2 separate regions of the Rattus norvegicus genome follow, and region 1 is linked to region 2. A link is a contact called in public Hi-C data. All regions are on one chromosome and are shown on one strand. The core of a region is the stretch at or near the end of the contact, and the rest is flanking DNA. Distances in the headings are between cores, read along the strand shown. Region 1 has its middle 100 kb from the start of Mab21l3. Region 2 has its middle 100 kb from the start of Atp1a1.

What was found. Hi-C and Micro-C count contacts between places; a contact is called where the count stands out from the background.
Region 1: a contact with region 2 is called in a Hi-C map of kidney, with 2.7 times the contacts expected there. The contact joins two enhancer-like sites. A contact is called at or near these places in 2 of 12 Hi-C or Micro-C datasets (Schwann cells and kidney).

What each region holds. Positions count from the first base shown.
Region 1 is chr2:191,855,520-191,858,219 of GRCr8, forward strand. No RefSeq gene overlaps it. Among named protein-coding and RNA genes, the nearest start is that of Mab21l3, 100 kb to the right of the region's middle. Within about 2 kb of position 1,377, at least 5 of the 93 cell types and tissues checked have an H3K27ac peak or open chromatin away from gene starts, as enhancers often do. A contact at or near this core is called in kidney, where this site is marked.
Region 2 is chr2:191,633,051-191,635,885 of GRCr8, forward strand. No RefSeq gene overlaps it. Among named protein-coding and RNA genes, the nearest start is that of Atp1a1, 100 kb to the right of the region's middle. Within about 2 kb of position 1,336, at least 18 of the 93 cell types and tissues checked have an H3K27ac peak or open chromatin away from gene starts, as enhancers often do. A contact at or near this core is called in kidney, where this site is marked.

The DNA of each region.
Region 1 (2,700 bases), core at 127-2,626, 220 kb after region 2:
CCCAGATTGTTCCTTGGTTCCCATGAGCAAAGGGCTGTCTTTGCAGTTCCATGCTTGTTCCAGTGTTGCACTGGGAGGAAGTACTGTATACATGTGTGCTCAGTGAATAGATCTAGCAAAGATCACGTGTGAAGTCTTCTAGGAGCAAATTCAGAGTATATCATCTGCTCACTACCTCCTGTGGTTTTCCAAAGCCCCCTTGCCTCCAGCCACCAGGGCCACTATGTCCCTTTAACTTCTGTGCAACCCTGACACCCACAAAACAAGTTTGCCTCATAGCCATCACTCAATGGCTTTCTCCAATGCAAGGGCTGTAGTAACTAGCATTTAACCAGGTCAGCAAATTTGTCATGACACCCAGTGGACAAATTAACTCAAACAGAGGGTCTATGGGTGGATTCAAAACTCAGCAGAAAGTCTTCATCTAGTGAAAAAGTCTTTGGCTTTTTTCCTATATAGCCTTAGTCTATCCAACATTTTAACAAAGTCAGAGAGGCAAGACTTCATGATTGATAAATATATTTGCTGACAGACTCAATATCTCAAAAATGATGAACCATGACAAACAAGGCAAGATCGATTGCTAGGACAGCCACCACTGGTTTCGAAATTAAGCCACATTGCATGGTGAGAAATCATAACTGGCCCACCTTGCCTGCCCCATGGGGCTATGGTGGGAAGGCATCAGTGACAGAGCCAAAGATGCCCTGGGTTCAGAAGGACACATCTGAGTTTAAAAATACTGTGTAAGGCCCCAGAGACCAAAAAGCAAGTACAACACAGTCACAGCTCTATGTTGACTACATGTTGAAATAGTGTTTTGGATACTGTGGGTTAAGTAAAACAACCCAAACCAACAATAATGACAATAGTAAACCACACGGTGAGAGACAGGTTAGCAGTACTGCATGACAGATAAGTTGTAGTTGCTTTCACCTCCCTCCACCAGCCACATAAAAAGAAGGAAGCTTAGGCTGCTTCTGTACAAGGGGCAGAGTCTGGACCAAGGTTGATGGCTGGTCTGGAATGTTCCTCCCTGATAGAATAGAACTGTGGCTGTAATGTGGTTCATAGTTAATGAGAGACATGTTCTCATTGGCTGGTGCCCAGAGAGAGGTCAGGTGATGTTTTAGTAGCCTTGTCACCTTGGCAAAGAGACTTGGGTCACATCCAAAGAATGATCAGTTCAAGAGTATGCAGATGGTGGTGTGAGGTCCAATGTTTTCAGAACGGGAACAAAAGATCAAGGAAATAGTTAGAGATCAGATTGATAATTCATTTCTACAAATCAGAGGTATCCAGCGAGAGGTGTGTGTGTGCTGTTCTTTGAGGAGGGGACTCTTGTATTCAGGAAAAAGACATAATTCCAGGGACCACTAGGGTGGTTGAAACTGAACTCACTAGCTGATTGATTTCATTTGATCTTTCTTCATTACTGTGTATGGGTTCCCTTGAAATTACATGGTTGATCAAAAAAACAAACCTTTTCTTAAGAAAAACTGCCACTTTTTTCCTTTGTCTGTCTGTCTATGTGTATGTGTGTGTCTGTCTGTCTATCTGTGTGTTGTATTTGTATGTGGGGGGGGGTGCTGTATATATGTGTCTCTGTGTGTATATGTGGCCAGAGTTTGGTATCTTCCTCCACCACTTTCTCCCTTATTTTTCTAGTTGGAGTTTCTTGTTGAACCTGGAACTTACCATTTCAACTAGACCCCCTGGCCTACAATTCTCCAGGATCTGTTCCCGTGCCCCATCCCTCTTCTCTCCAGCAGGGGCTTTTTACATGGGTGCAGAGATCTGATCTCAGGTCTTCAAGTTTACACAGCCAGCACATTAGCCACTGACCCTGTCCTCAGGCCAGAAAGTCCATTCTTGATTTAATGGGTTCAAGTAGCACCATGCTTGGCTCTCAAACTTACACTGAAGGAATCTCTTGGACAGTGGCATATTAATTGTATTATTTAATTAGAGATACTTTTGTTTCAGGTGACAAATACCTAACTCAGATCGGTTGACTAAGAGGGAAATATGCACACATAGCAAACATCATGTGCTCATGTGTGTCTGGAGCACAGAGGTTAAGCAGGTCTCAGGTGTAGAAGTCAGAAGTGCCCTCTTCATCTGGGTTCTGATTTCTCCATTCACAGCCCATGGCTGCAAGGAGCCTTTGGCTGACCATCCTGATTGGCAAAGCAGGGAAGAAAAGACCTCGGGTTTCTTCCTAAGGAAGAGCTTCCGCTGGTCCAACCTGTGGGAGTCCTGTGGTTATTCCTTGGATGAATCAACATGGTCAAGAAAACAGCAGCTATCACTGTCCAGACCTGGGTCATTTTCTCATTGTTTTGGATCTGGAAAAGGGCTGTGATTAGCAGTCAGACCAGCACTTCATGGATCTGTAAGGGACCACCAAGGAGATAGGACAATGGGCATCTATTACAGTGCCTATCACAGGACATTCTACCACATGAGATTTCGTGGATCCTCCGTAGAGTCCTGTGACGGTGAAGAGCACATCCTACTTACCTTGTGGTGCCTCTTCAACTTACAGACTCAGCAGAGGGTCTTCATCATCCAATCACAGTGCCTGTTATAATTCTGCCCTGATGCAGTTGTTTCTACTCAGCTCCTGATGACAAAACTCTCTCCTGAATTTTCTGATAGGGAATTCCTGGGGAGTGACTTAACATTGTGAAAAAAAAA
Region 2 (2,835 bases), core at 86-2,585:
CCCAGAGACTTCACAGCAGCGAGGAGTGCCAGTCTGGGCCCCAATTCCGGGACCCCAAGCTGTGTTCTGGCCCCAGACTGCCAGCCTTCCAGGGCTCTTCCTTGTACCTCTCAAGGGGTCCCATTGTAGTGGGATGGGGGGATGGGGCAAGGCAGACTGTGCAGGACTTCATGAAAGAGCACAGCCGCTCGGACAGCAGGTGGCAGCACTCTCGTGGTCAAAGATGAGCTTCTCCGCCTAATGAGGGGCCTTTGTTCTGAGCCAGAGGCTGTGTCACCAAGAGAAAGGCCCCACAGGGCAAGCTAATCAGCCTGTCCTTAGTTGACCTTCACCTCCTGGAGCCCCATAGACAGGTCCTAGGAGCCTGACAGAATGAGAGCCACTGAAGCAAATAGTGGGGGACAGCACATACACACACACACACACACTCACATACACACCCCATACACACACACCACACACATACCACACACATACCATACTCACACACAAACCATAAACACACACACCAACACACACCACACACACACACCACACACACACACACCACACACACATACACACATGCCACATACACACATGCCAGACACACCACACACACATATACACACACACACCCCCCACACCCCCCCCCACACACACACACACGCATACACACACACACCACACATACACACAAACAGACATCATACACACACACACACACACACACACACACACACACACACACACACACGCTCACTCACACCACAGGCACCCAGTGTGGTCAAGAAGGGAGTTGAGTGCAGAATGCAGCAAGGGTTTCCAGGTTCCAGGAAGGTGGTTCTCTTTCTCACCTGCTGTCCATCATCCCTACACCTCACATAACCTCTGGGGTGCATTTTCTGCTGGGGTAACCAGTTGTTCCAGTTTGTCCTGGACTGTCTGGTCTAAATAAGAAAATCCCTTCTCCTGAGTGTGTGTGTGTGTGTGTGTGTGTGTGTGTGTGTGTGTGTGTGTGTGTGTGTTTCAGTCTGACAGGGACATTGTGGCCTTTGCTGTATGCATGGCCATGGAAGATAGATGTCTAGGCAAGGTCAGGGCTGGCCCACGTCCACAGACAGGATTAGATGTCATTCCGTTTCAAAACTTGTCCCCTGCCCCTTTCCCCCACAGAGGTCAAGGCCCAAATGCATGAGAGGGAGCCCATGAGCGGGAGCTCATGAGGGAGCCCACGAGAGGGAGTCCATAACAGTATGTCCCCCTTTCCTACCTTTGACCTCCCTCTCCTTCCCACACATGCGGCCTGGAGCTTGCACAAAGTCCATTGGTCACTTAGCTCTCCCAGGGTCTAGCCACAGAGGACTCTATGTTTCAGGGGTGAGTGAGGCCACAGAGGCAAGGTACTAGGAGGTGGGGAGGGCAGACTAACTGGGGGAAAGGCAGGCTAGAAATCTCAGCCACTGAGGAATGAAGAAGTAAGACTCAGTCGTGGTGCGGTGTGACACGTCCCTTCTGTCACTCTGGTACCCTCTCCCTCTGTCCACCACTTCCTTTTTCTCCCCGTGGTCCCCTTGGTCTGGAGACAAGCTACAGCTGTGATGTTTAACGAAGGCAGAGCTTTGCTTAAACCAAGGCCCAGGCAAAGGACTCTGCTCTGCACGTTAGAAGAAAGGACAGTGGTGCTGCCAGGGCTCGTGTTCTGTACAGACTGTCCTTATCTAGTCTCTGAGCTTATCTCATTTAGCTTTTCCTGGCACCCACTCCGGTGGCCACCCTGGGCTTGTGCCAGTCCCTAGGAGCTCAGGCTCCCTCCTGTCAAGAGTGTTTGCTCAGCCCCATTGGTCCCTTTGCTTGTTTGAGAGTAGCGGGAGAAGACGCTGTGAAATGGTGCCCCTGAAACTTTGAAAGATGAGAAGAGGGTCACGTCATGCCGAGGCAGGGACAGACGTGACACATTCCAAGTGGTGTGTTAGATCTGTCACCCACCAGGAAAGAGTTGATAAGTATTTAGAAATAGACTTTTCATGGGCTTTTGGCTTCAACTTTCTGTACAACCAGCCTCTGCGAAGCAAACTCTCCACGGTGCTCAGTGGTTCATATTTCATTTCGCTGGAGACAAGTTAACGCAGGCCAAGCCCTAGTCTGGATGAAAATTGACTATGCAGGTAACATCCTGCTGACTCTAGTTTCCTGACCAACACTGGGTTTGCTGGAGCCTGCCTTGGAGACTAAGGGTCCTGTGACTTTTTTAAAGAAGGGGTTATAAAGGCTCGGGAGGCCTGGGGACATGGCTCCGGCAGCACTCACCAATCAAGCATGAGAACTGAGTTAGATCCTCCAGCATCCACACCAACAGCCAGGCACAGAGCCACACACCTAACTCCCAGCTCTGAGGAGGTGAAAGTGGGAGGGTCCCCGAAGCTCATGTGACAGTCTTGCCAAATCAGTGAGCTTCGGTTCAGTAAGAGACCCTGTCCCCAAAAAGAAGGCGGAGAGTAACAGCAAAATGCCCAACATTGACCTCTAGCTCTATACGCACCCACGTCGTGGACCCTCACACTCACATCCAACCCGTGGCCCTCCCCCAGAAGCATGGAGTGTTTTGTCAACTAGAAAGCGGCCAGTGGATATTGAACGTGTTGAAGAAAAGCTGCATTTGTGAAAAGGACTTTGCCAAGTACACCAAACTTTAGGGTGAATGCCTGGGTAATTAGGCTGGGGTAGAATCTTCAAAGTCTCAATGGGACAATGACAGACAGCCCTTACTGGTGCCAGAAGTCTTCTGCTCCATACTGCCCGATGCTCCACCAAAGCTCATGAAGGACACCTGGAAAGTGCCACATAGGTATGGAG